Linked DNA regions of Sus scrofa: region 1 is linked to region 2. The links are chromatin contacts, called in public HiChIP or PLAC-seq maps. All regions are on one chromosome and are shown on one strand. The core of a region is the stretch at or near the end of the contact, and the rest is flanking DNA. Distances in the headings are between cores, read along the strand shown.

Region 1 (6,193 bases), core at 3,537-6,036, 180 kb before region 2:
CTACTGTAATGATCTATTTTCTGTTGGTTATCTATTATCTATTATCCTATTATGTAAGAATAAATATTATTCTGTAACCCTCCCATTTACCCACAGCCAGTTGACAAGGGTCAAAGACAATATCACAGGGATAATAAAGGAGAAATAACAAAATGGTAGTCAGCAACCACTTATGAAATTTCCAATTTTGATGATTTTTGACCAAAATAAGTGACAATTTCATGTGATTCAACATAATAGACTCTGAATCCAGACCCATCCAGGTTAGGAATCCAAAGAGATGACTAGAAAACCAAAGAGATGATATATTTTCTATTATTTCTTCTGACCTACTTCCAAAACATATGAAACAAACATACAGCAAAAAAATAAAAAAGTAGAATAGGAAATTCTACTTTTCACCAGGGTTGTTTAAGTTTAAAGAGTACAATTAATTCAGCACAATTGCAGTCTGTTGGATTTTCCATCTTAAGAAGCCATTTTAGGTATAGAAAATGGCATTTTTCTAAATATAAGTAAACTTTTTTTTTTTTTTTTTCTTTTTTAGGGTCGCACCTTCAGCATATGGAGGTTCCCAGGCTAGGAGTCGAATCAGAGCTGTGGCTGCTAGCCTACACCTCAAGCACAGCAACTCAGGATCTGAGCCACCTACACCACAGCTCACGGCCACACTGGATCCTTAATCCACTGAGCGAGGCCAGGGATCAAACCTGCGTCCTCATGGTGCTAGTCAGATGTGTTTCCGCTGAGCCATGATGGGAATTCCAAAATATAAGTAAACATTTTAGAAAATTATAGCTATTTCTAGCATGAAATCCCACTGTCTTTTAATGAGACAAAGGTACCTTAAAAGTTTGCCATAGATTAGCTTTGCTTTTACAGGACAAGGTTATTTTTAAAACAAGATTCTCTACTGCCTTATACCATATATTCTTATTATGCATTAAATAGCTCCAATTTTGAAGAGTATTTGTACAAGTTAATTTTATACCCTCCTTGCCGTTTTTCTGCTTCCTTAATTGGTCACCTAGTTGATGGAACTCTCTCTTTGAAACAGTACCATTTCCCTGTCAAAAGGGAGAGGTCAACAGGCTGTAATTAATGCTGTCTTCAAGGCTGGGATTACCATATTTCCGTTGATCTTTCTTTCCTAGAATCCAAGCAACCCTCCACTGTAGTGTATGTACGCTCTCCCAAGGCAGACTAACCTTCAGCACGCTAATAGAATCAAGACATGCCTTTCAACACACAATTAAATTTCAGTGAAGTTCAGAGGTTTTTAAGATGTGACATCCTTAAAACAATTTCATATGCAAAAGTTTCACAGACACACACTGGCAAATTATCAGCAGCACAGAGTCAACACTCTTCTCAGCTGGCTCTCTTCAGGAAAACAGGCTGAAGAATTAACAGGAGGTTTTCTGAAAGGCTCCCTATGGCACCTTTGTTGAGAAGATATTACACTAAACAGCTGCTGATATGGAAACCGGCTGTTTGAACTCTAACTTGGTTAGATATGTTAATAGGGAAGGCTATGATGTCTGACAAACGTGATGCAGGAAATGACTAAACATTTAATGCTTATTACTTTGCAGTATTCCTGGGGCCAGGGAGGTGGTGAGGATGGCATTGTGTGGGCACTAAACTGTAACCCAGGTCAGGAAGACTTGAACGGGAACATTTCTTTGTCCTCCTCTCTAGAGTTTCAGGTATTATAAATATTAACCTGTCCAAGATCCTGCTTCAGAGCAATCATTGACAGGACAAATGAAACATTTTGCAACACCTTAAAAAAACAATCCTATCACAGAGCTAGTTTTATTATCCCATTTTCTAAAAAAGCCAAGAGGCCTCAATGGCTTTAGCAGAATCTTTGTAAAGGTGGTGGAATTTGGCCCTTTAATGACACAGAAAGATGCAGGCATGGATCTTGCAAGTTTATACTTCCACAAATGTAAGCACTGGGTTTCACCCATCTTTTAACTGTTTGGTCTTTTAAAATAAAATAAATACAGATACTAGCATATAGAATTTCTCTTTGAAGTACAAAAAGTTAAGAGTATAAAAGTGGGAGTTCCCGTCGTGGCGCAGTGGTTAACGAATCCGACTAGGAACCATGAGGTTGCGGGTTCGATCCCTGCCCTTGCTCAGTGGGTTAACGATCCGGCGTTGCCGTGAGCTGTGGTGTAGATTGCAGACGCGGCTCGGATCCCGCGTTGCTATGGCTCTGGCGTAGGCCGGTGGCTACAGCTCCGATTCGACCCCTAGCCTGGGAACCTCCATATGCCGTGGGAGCGGCCCAAGAAATAGCAACAACAACAACAACAAAAGACAAAAAAAAAAAAAAAAAAGAGTATAAAAGTGTCTTTGGGTTATATGGCACCCTTGATCTTTCACCATATTAGAAAAGTGGAAGAAAGCATTCTCATTACAAACACTGTCTTTTTTTTTTTTTTTTTCCTTGTCTTTTCTATGGCCACACCCGCAGCACATCCCAGTCTAGGGGTCCAATTGGAGCTGTAGCTGCCAGCCTATGCCAGAGCCATAGCAACACAGGATCCAAGCCGCATCTGTGACCTATACCACAGCTCACGGCACCACCGGATCCCCACCCCACTGAGTGAGACCAGGGATCAAACCTACAACCTCATGGTTCCTAGTCAGATTCGTTAACCACTGAGCCACGACGGGAACTCCAAAACACTGCCATTTTTACAGATACAAAAGTCATTAGCTGTGCTAAAATTTCCATAAATACAAAATAAGTAATTTTCAACAGATGTCAATCAGTGACAATCCAAACAAATAATGCTTCCTAAGCCAGGGGTCAGGCAGACCATGGCCACGGGGGCAAATCCAGCCCCTAGCTGACCTAAAAGTGGTTTTTATATTTTTACAGGGTTGTAACAAAGGAAACAGAGAAGAATTGATAGCGACTGTTCGGTGACGGTGACGGGCGAAGCCTAAAATACTGACTAGCCAGTCTTTAACAGAAAAAATGTGTCCACCCATGTAGTAAGCAGTTCCCTAGGCTGTGGGTCTGACTGGGTCTTACATCTCAGACCACTGGAAGGATGAGTAAAACCTTCCTTGCCAGGTAAGTAGTTTATAATCTACACAAAAGGGCCATAAGGCCAGTAAGAAGTTGTAAAGAAGATAGCGTCAGATAAGTGCTTCAAAGGAAGAGACACACAGGGTTGGTGGGGAAATTGGGAGTGGCTTCTTCTGGGAGGTGATTAAGATGAACCTTGAAGATAAGAGATTTTGAAGGAGAGAGGTAGGTGGGGTGAAGGGGAGGGTCAGAGAGAATAAGATGCAGGGGAGTCACTTTCAGAAGCACCCAGGTGGCTGGAGAGAGACCTGCCAGACTGGAAACCAAGGCCTGGTGAGGAGTTTGTTCTCCTTGAGGCCAAAAGGACAATCCATGCTTTGCCTTTGGTGTTTGATGTCACTACTTGTTTTCTCCTGTTGTGACAGGGAAGTGTGGGATTATAATCAGTGATGAGGGAAATAGTCCCTTTTAGGTGGAGCCTCTAGTAAATGAATGGCTTTTGGCTGTAAGTCAATGAATAACATTAATGTATGCAGTTACCACGGCTCCATTAGTAAATAAAGCGCTGCAGAGTTTCAGTCTAGTCATCGGAATTCTTGAAAGTCCTATTTTTAAGGCAGTTCAAACAGAGGCAAGGCCTCGGAGTCTAGCGAGGCCTCCAGGAACTCGGAGTCCTGCCTTGAGGCACCCCTGCCCCAATGCTGACCTTCAGCAAAGCCCTTGGCTGCCATCTCGGCTTCCTGGCAATAAAATGGGGATAACAGACCTTTGCCACCTCACAGGAGTGTGACACGGAGCAATAAAGTTCTGCCAGAAGCTTTCAAGATAAGTGCTTCTGGAACCTGAGTTGGGAAAAGTGCTCTTTCAAGAGTTTGGGGCAGGGAAACGGGGGGAAGAAGATTTAAAAAATGAAAATAGGACACTGTTTCCAGCTTCTAAGAGTTGAGAGCTTTGCAAAGCAAAACCAATTACTGCTGGATGATACAGAGCCTACAGCTTTCTAAGTGTGCCCATAAGCTACCAGTAGAGTTCCATGATGGTATTCTCTAAATTAAAATTAGGGCAGAAATTTTGGTTTGGGTTTTGGTTTCAGGTGGGAGGGAATCCTGGAAATCAGACAGCACAGCCCTGTTCAAGACAGCTGTATAATGTCTCAGTGTCTGTACCTCCAAAGCCTGGGATATTCTGTCCAATTCTTCCGTATATTGTTAGCTTATGAAGGTATATCCCTTTCTCCACTTTCTTTTCTCTTTAGACTGTCATAGTCCTAGCAAGAGATTGTAGTTGGGTCTAGGGTCAGAGGTGCTGCCTTAGAGCTCGCTCTGTCACTGGCCCTTGGAGGCTGAGGGAGACAAGATCAAGTCGAAAATACCAAAGTTTCTAAAGAAAGCTGAAGGACCCACCCTGAGGTAGGCCCACACCAAACCTGGAGCAGACCCCTAGGGGGTAGAAAACATGATCTGCTCTGCTCTGGAAAGTTCATGGTGCAATATTTCTAGGGTCCTGCAGAGAATGCTTACCTTTTTTTAAATCCTCTCCCCCTTTTCCTCCTCCTCTTCCCCTTCCTTTCACCTCCCTCCTTCCTCTCTCCCCCACATCTGGCTTCCTTTCTTCCTTAAAGAAATCTTTATCTTAGACTTGGCCAAACAAGAGACACAGGCCAAAATAGATCAGTGAGGAATGTGCTATCTTGTTGGGAGGACAGCAGCTCAAAACCACAAAAGCCCTGAGTTTGACCCTAGCACTCTGTGGCTACTGGTGACTCATCTTGATAATTATCAGATTGAATCTTCTCTACTGGTTTGGTAACACGTGATGAGTGGAAAAAGAACTTTAGTCAAATGTATATGCCTCTCCTTATTGTCCATATAGACTTTTCTTGGTTCTCTTCATTTTCCTGGTATGTATAAGACAGTTTGCTCTCCATGAAATCCTTGGGAGCTGCTAAAAAGAAACAAATAGATGAACTGTTTTCAAACCCTTGGATAATTTTTGCCTTAGTGATTAAGGGAACAAGGCAGAAGTACCAGTTGAAGGTGGATGGAATGGGAGGAACGTCCCCTTCAATAAAATCTTGATTTTCTATGGCTTTTTTTTTTTTTTTTTTAAATAACAGGGCTGCTAAGTAGGAAAATCACTGGAACTTGACTGCAGCAATTTTGCCTTTTTTTTTTTTTTCTTTTCTTCTTCTTCTTTTTTTTTTTTTTTTTTTTTTTTTTTTGAGCTCTCTGTCTACTGCGGCTCCCTGCCACCCCATCCATCTATAACTTTTCATCACTTTTTCCTAAAGTAAGGAATACGTCCCAGAAAATGCACTTCTGTGACTTAGCAACTTGCCAGAGTGATCTGATCCTTCCCAGTGTTCCAAAGGAAGCAATGATTTGAATTCAGCTGCTCGAACAATTAGTCTCCAGGCAGGCAGCTTGAAAATTCTTTAAAGTAATGCTATGGGTGTCTGGTTGCATGTAGTCTTTTGAGCCTGACACTCTGCTAAATTAATCTTAATGTTAAAGTAAAATGGGAACAAGACCAATTTCTGTTCAGCGAAACTCTGTACTTTCTGACATTGAATTGTACTGCAGATTCATAGTAAAAAAAATTTATGAATAACTCACACTTCCACTCCATCAGTGTGTATGTCATACATACACATATGTATATGACTTATATACACACATAACATATACATATATAACTTACATATGTAACATATATAGCATGTACATATATACATATATATATACACACACACAAAAAATACATTATTCACAACAGCACTCTTTGTAATAGTCAAAAATTGGAAACAACTCAAATGTCCACTGACTGTAGAATGGATAAATAAATCGTGACACACAATGGAACAATACATAGCAATGAGAATGCATGAACTTCTGCTACAAAAACAGAGGAATTTCATAATCAAAACACAGAGCAAAAGAAGTCAGACACAATATAAACATACTATAAATCCATTTATATGAAGTTTATAAGCAGTCAAAATTAAGCTATGGAGATGTCTTCTGACAGAAATCTGAAAGGTGAGTGTCTTTGGGGAGGGATACGAAGTGACTAAAGGTGGGACAAGGGAGTTCTTGTGGTTTGGTGAGGGTTACACAAGTTATCTTTGCTTTGTAAAAGCTC
Region 2 (6,861 bases), core at 1,371-3,870:
AAACAAACTCGTGGGAAATGCTAACACAGACACGAAGGACTCAACTCACGCCCAGAGGCATGCTACACAGTCAGATATGGCACGATGCAGAGACTAAGGGACAGATCAACAGAGTTCACTGGAAGAGGGTCACAGAAACATCACCACAGGACATGGGGAAAAAAAGGAAATTAGGACCTCAGCATTATCCAATTCATCAATGGAAATTAGCTGGAAAAGAAGAAAAGGGGGGAGAAAAAGAAGAAGTGTTAGGAAAGAAAATACAGAGTGAGCTCAGTGTTAGAAACTTTGTCACTGTATTCTTCTCACTGACTCAAGTTAGACTGTGACCATCTTAAGAGGTGGGGGCATTTTGCACAGCACCACACCTCCCCCTGACCTCTGCCCTACAAGTTCTGCTCCGGAACAGAACGGGCAGGATGATGCCACACACTGTTCACATGCCAGGTATCAAACCTCACAGGTCACTTAACCAAGAGCCCAGAATGGCACCTTTGCACTCTCTTGTGGAGAGAACCCTTGAACTGAGCCATGGGCAAGGCCATGTTCCCCCACCAAGAACTGTATCCGTTCAGAAGACCATGGGAAGGAGTAGGGTCCAAGACTCAACCCCAATCAACTCATCTTGGGAGGAAATTCTTTCTTTGAACCCATTTTACCATTCAGTGGGAGATCTGGGGGTCCAAACTATCATTGGGCTCAATCAGATCCAGATTCAATTTAAGCACAGAGTAAGATTAACATCTCCCAAGCCCAGAAGCTCCAAATCCTGATACCATTGATGATTAAAGACAAGATTTTCCCCCAGGGTGATAAGTTAGTACAACCCACATGATATTAGCAACAAGTAAATGACCTATTAGCATCAAGTTCAAGAAAAAGAAAAAACAAGAGCATTAATCACAATGCTTGTTTAATGATGATCCTCAAATGACTTTTTTTTTTACATTTCATTAATACTTACTACATTTTGCAAGTCTAAACTCCTGTTAGAAACACTGGTGGCTGAAAATGTCAATAGTTTATTCATTTAGAGAAAAGAAGCATTAGTAATTACCAGGGGACCAATAATTTGTATGAAATGAAAACCCTGATGTTACTTGAGGTCAAAAACTTTCTAGTAGTAAAACAGCTACTACCATTCATGAGAAAAATAGATTTTTATATAAGCTGAGATATCCATTTATATTTAATTGTTGGAGTCTGAATTTCTTTGCAAAGCTCTTTGAATAATAACTTAGATAAAAAACAGCTTAATAAAAATCCTATAGTAGATTACAGAGCAGCCAATATATAAAATAACTACGCTTTCTTTTCAAGCAGGGTCTAGGAACCTGAAGATGTTCTCTGAGTTATAGGGAGATTCAGGCTAAATTTTAAAGATGTTTAGCTATGGGTGGTTATTTTTTTTTTAAATGTGGTTTGATCTGTAAATTAAAAGCAGAGTTTAGTAGGCATTACACACACAGAATGGTTGCAAAGTCCTGATTTTAAAGTTTATTAACTTTGAATACATAAGTTTATTAGCTTATGAAGGACACAAAAATCACATGAAATTATATTCCACATTATTTTGTTGATCCTTTTTAAATTTTTAAAAATTTTTTATTTTTATTATTTTTTTCTTTTTAGGCATATGGAGGTTCCCAGGCTAGGGGTAAAACTGGAGCTGCAGGTGTAGGCCTACACCATAGCCTGAGCAACACCAGATCTGAGCTGCATCTGTACCTGTGCCCCATCTGCCTCCTACACCAGATCCTCAACCCACTGAGTGAGGTCAGGAATCGAACCCCCATCCTCACAGACACTATGTCGTGTTCTTAACCTGCTGAGCCACAACAGGAACTTATTTTGGTGAACCTTACTAATATATATTTTTTAATATTTACCACTCTTGGTAAATATTGCTGGCTCATTGTATTTAAGGGACACAATAGTTAAAGATGTCTTTAATTCCTAAATGATCATGACTGAATTATGTGCCGACCTTCTTTGCCCAGCCCCCACCTTGCCGTCCTAGGTCATAGTTCTCTCTTTTTCTTAGGCAGTGGACCAAGACAAGTGGACTGACCACTGGCTTTTCACGGATCTGACTCGTTCCTCCAGGGCCTGACACAAACCACAGGTGATGCCAGTGCCCAGTGGACCAGATCCAACCACCCTGAAGACTCAGGAGAGGGCAGGGCAACAGAGCAACCCTGGATATCCCAGCAGGGTATGAGTCATGGGACAAGCTCCATGTAAGGGGCAACAAATAGGAAAACTGAGCCAGGGAGACAGCATGGCAGTAACACCTGCCCTTGTGTCCTGAGAACCCAGTTCAAAGAACACATCATGTACTTGATTGACTAATACCCACTGGTTTGCCCAAGAAAGGTTAGTGCTTTGGCTCTGGGTTCATTTCACCCTTGAAGGAGTAGGCCTATCCCCGCTCCTTTTTCAGTCAAACAGGGGCAGTCAAGAGATTATCAAAGGCATTATCCAAAAGCCTTAATGAGATGGGACAAAGTTATACCAATAACCAAACTGGAAGGAACAGAAATCATTTAGTGCCCCCCACTGCCTTCTACAGTGAATGGTTAAGTAGCCTTTTCCAGCAGCCAGAGTGCAGGGCCAGAAGCATCACATGTAAGTGCCAGGAGGTGCTGGACCTCCTGACTAACCCAGGTTTCTAGACTGTCTTCCTCGGTTGCGTGGCATTTCCCACACTTGCTTAGCATATTTTCACTTTCACAAAGGGGATGGAATGGTGGCACCAACCAGACTGGAAAGAAATGTCATCTTGCCTCCTACCCTCTATCTGCTCTGTGGGACCAATTTCTTTACCAGCTGAAAAGGGATCTGAGCTACAGCTTAAGAACCTCCTCTAAACTCTGGTAACTCTTTGATAGTGACCTCCACCTGCTGCCCTCTACTGCCCTGGCCCTCTCCATGAGCCTTCTCACAGGCAATGTGACAACATCTCAGATCCGCCACCTGCCAGGAGCTAAAGCAGTGTCCTCCCTGCCCGATAGGCAGGGAGAGGCAGCAGAGAGCACCTTCTACAGGGCCCCAAAGACCCTGCTATGCTTTTCTGCCGAACCACAGAGACTCAGCCAACTCCTGGTACTTCCACTTTCCATGTCATACAAAGAAAACTTAAGAGAAATGAAAGTATAATCGCAATGTGCAAAACTCACTGGAGTGGAGACACAAAGTGTTCCTTAAATATGTCGGTTATAGAAAGCAACAGATATTCTCACAAGAAGAGAAAATTGTGGCCTCCGCATTTTAAAAATCAAGTTTCATGCCCCAAAGTGCAAATATATTCACAGCTGGTTAGGGCTCCTAGTGGGTTTTATCTTATTATGGAGAGTGAATTTCTAAAACTAGGATCATGTTTTTTAAACTTTGTTTTTCTTTTTGGCCACACTCACAGCATATTGAAGTTCCCAGGAATCGAATCCAAGCTGAAACTGCGACCTACACCACAGGTGCAGTAACGCCAGATCCTTAACCCACTGCACCACAGAGAGAACTCCCTTAAACATTTCTTAAACTTCACTTTAAGAAAAAGAAAGATCTTGTGGAATAAATGGTTATTATTCACTTATCTGACAAGTATATTCTCTCTTATGCTCCCCTCTCACCTTTTTTTTTTTTTAAGACCTACCTAGGTGCCTTCACAGGTGTTGTGAGGCCAGTCATATTACTTCCCACTTGTACCCCACTTCTTTGCTTTTATTATTTATGTTTATAAACTCTTTTCTGTCCAGTTTCCTCCACAAAATTCCTCCTGAGTTATCAACACTTCTTTTGAAATAAACAACATTTATTCAAGTTTTAACTTAAATTTATTTTTACCAATTTAAAGCAACATTTAAAAGCTTTGTGCCCTGGGGGCAGTGGGGGAGTGTATACTGCAAAAAAGTCTGTGTACCTTTCTGCTTTATTTTTTTCTTATTCAAAGACTCACATGTTAAATTGCTCTAATATTAATGATACATCTTGCTTAGGTTAGAAAGCAAGATTCTGACAGGCTTTTATAATTCTGGTTGTCACTATTCCTTTTGACAAGGAAGGCTGTGATTTAATTATTAAGGCTTCTTCACAAAGATGAATAAATGTGTTACTGGGTATTTTGGTAAGTCAATGATATCAGTATATTTACCTACTGGGAACATGCTGATAAAAATTGTTTAAAGACAATTGGTGAAGAGTATTACCTTCATATGAAGACTGGTGAGATTTAAACTCAAGTCCATGTTTTTGTTCTGTTTTGTTTTGTTTTGCTGGCAGCAGAAAGGAAGAGCAATGGGGCTGTTTTTATCCCACCTGGTCCAAAATCAGGGGTGTGAGGGGTGTTTTCTGTACAGTTTTATTCACAGCATGTGCTGAAAAGTCTCTTGCCCCAGGAATGGACCATTTCACAACCCAATTAGAAAAGGTGACATAGTTGCTGCCTTAATTCCAGTTAGAAGTGGAGGCAGTTTCATTACATACTGGAAGGTCTGTGCAACATCTCACCAGAAAGAAGCAAGTAAACCCATAGGTATGCATAACTGGACCCCCAAATTCAGAAACACCAACTTTGATACACAAGAGGCATTTGCATTCTCACTGGGAACTTATATAGATAGAACATTTTATGGTTACTATTTCTCTGAATATAGATTGCACAGCAAGCAACCTGTAAGAGACAACTAAACATATATGACTTTTTAAAGAGACAGTCATATGATTTCACTACCTTTAGAGACATTTTTTTTTTTTAAATGTTCACCCCTCTGTCAATATTCCTGAACTAAGCTGGATTTCTAACTGCCACCACTCCACTTCAATTTAGCAATAAAACCTAGTTTTAACATAAAAATAAAATGCAGTACCTTTTCTCCATAGCCTCTATCTTTGGTCATCATTTCTCTGAGGGTCTGTAGAACCTTAATGCACAGTTTCTCCTCATTTTCCTCTAGCAGCTGTTTAGTGTGCTTTATTAACCTAAATGAAAAAGAAAACCACAGATTACATCCCAGAAACAATCTTTAAATTTAAAAAAGAGAGAGAGAGAGAACAGACCTGTGGTTGCCAAGAGGGACAGGGAGGGAGAGGGATGGACTGGGAGTTTGGGATCAGTAGATACCAACTATTACATTGATAATGGATAAACAACAAGGTCTCACTGCACAGCATAGAAAACTCTATTCAATCTCCTGGGATAGAGCATGATGGAAGAGAACATTAAAAAAGAATGTGTATTTTAGTACGACTGAATCACTTGGCTGAACAGCAGAAATTGGCACATTATAAATCAACTATACTTTAATAAATTTTTTAATAAATTAATTTTCTTTAAATATTTGACAGTCAACTTATTTAGTTAGTCAGATAATAAACAAATATTTAGGAAGGGCTCCCGGGTTAAACAAGCTCCAGGACACTTCCTGCAAGAAGAGCCAGTTGGTGTCTCAATAGTGCCATCTGCTGGTCAATAACAGCAAACAGGTTCCTCTTCACCACTTGCTGTGGAGAGATTACAGGAAGGGGTGAAAGGAGACAGAGGCCCACTCAAACCTGCTCATTCACGAAGTGCAACTATTTATCCGCTAAGGATTGCCAGTCACGTGGCTGGAATATGCCAACAGTGTGAAAAACCTAGGAGTATGATAGCTGGGGCAAACACACTGTTCCCTGATCCAGTCTTACCCTCTGAGGGACCCAGAAAAGTCAGCAACTCAGAGGTTGAGCCCACGCTCAAATGTATCAACAAACTGACCTTAAGGTGAAAATCAGATGGTAATTTCTGTACATGGAACCAGCAGTTTCTTCTAGATTAGGCCCCAAGGCATAAACTGAGAAACTACAAAGCTGTCAGGAAGACTGACAGGTCTGTAGGAAGGTCAAGCCTCTCTGAATCTGTCGGGCAGCCCAAGGCAACAGCCCACACTTGTTGAATGGAAGATGAACAAACCAGCATGGAGGTCAAAGGAGAAATTCTCACCAACACAACAAGACAGTGGGACTAAACCTGCACACTCTGGGAAGGTCAGAACAGATCCCTAGCGCTAGACCTTGTATTCACCAAAGTCAAAAGCCAGGCCGGCCCCTCGGCCTTCAGGAACCTGTGACGCGTTGTCAGTGGGACTCCGCAGCTGAGCCCTGAAGACAGTACAGAGAGGCTGCTTACTTGCAAATGAAACCACCACTTTCACACTTTCTTCTGGCGTCAGTGTTCTCTGGGAAAAGCAGCTCGGGCCTGTGGAGGACATCCACCAGCACAGATAACTCGGCCTGCACCAGAGGCCTGAGACGGTCCTCCAGGGCGGAGACGATGTCCTGGAACGGAAGCAAGTCCTGGTGAGCGGCTCGGGCAGAGCTGACCTCAGGAGGGTGAGAACATTCATTTCTGACCTAAAACATGACCACAGACTAGGCTGGGTTAGAGTAACCTTAGCGCTGTCTGGAATTTGCCTCGAATTACTAGACGTTGCCCAATGGTTACCTGAAGCATTAGGCCCTGATGCAGACAACAGAGTAATAACAAGTCCACATTCCCACCCGCCCTGTGAGATGGTCCTAATACTACTCAAGGGATCATTCCAGAGATTTTAAAATATGATGCAAAAAAGTACACGTGACAACATGGAAAGGTGTCTACAATAGGAGTGTAAAAAATGTTCAACCAACAGTATGGACTACATGATCGGCTTTTTATAAACAACATTAATATCTAAAGGATATTCAGCAAGTACTATTAAGACATCATTAGCAGTTTTCTCTGGTGGCAGGATTACAGGTGATTATAGTTTTCTTCTATAGCTCATCACTTGTGAGTATTGTCAAATTATTTCCTAGGAGCATGGATTATTTACACAATAAAAAGTC

The links. HiChIP or PLAC-seq counts read pairs in DNA pulled down with a chosen protein or histone mark.
Region 1: a contact with region 2 is called in an H3K27ac HiChIP or PLAC-seq map of alveolar macrophages. The contact joins two enhancer-like sites. A contact is called at or near these places in 11 of 47 Hi-C or Micro-C datasets (alveolar macrophages, blood, embryonic fibroblasts and 3 more) and 2 of 2 datasets of contacts at active chromatin or transcription factors (alveolar macrophages and skeletal muscle).

Annotation. Positions count from the first base shown.
Region 1 is chr13:61,458,929-61,465,121 of Sscrofa11.1, reverse strand. LOC106505661 (a long non-coding RNA gene) reads left to right here. Exons shown (of 12, transcript XR_002337646.1): 5 at 2,900-3,097. Among named protein-coding and RNA genes, the nearest start is that of BHLHE40, 66 kb to the left of the region's middle. Within about 2 kb of position 4,786, at least 20 of the 83 cell types and tissues checked have an H3K27ac peak or open chromatin away from gene starts, as enhancers often do. A contact at or near this core is called in alveolar macrophages, where this site is marked.
Region 2 is chr13:61,271,315-61,278,175 of Sscrofa11.1, reverse strand. It overlaps ITPR1 (inositol 1,4,5-trisphosphate receptor type 1), which reads right to left. Exons shown (of 59, transcript XM_021069282.1): 38 at 6,164-6,312; 39 at 4,866-4,977. Among named protein-coding and RNA genes, the nearest start is that of ITPR1, 210 kb to the right of the region's middle. Within about 2 kb of position 2,620, at least 14 of the 83 cell types and tissues checked have an H3K27ac peak or open chromatin away from gene starts, as enhancers often do. A contact at or near this core is called in alveolar macrophages, where this site is marked.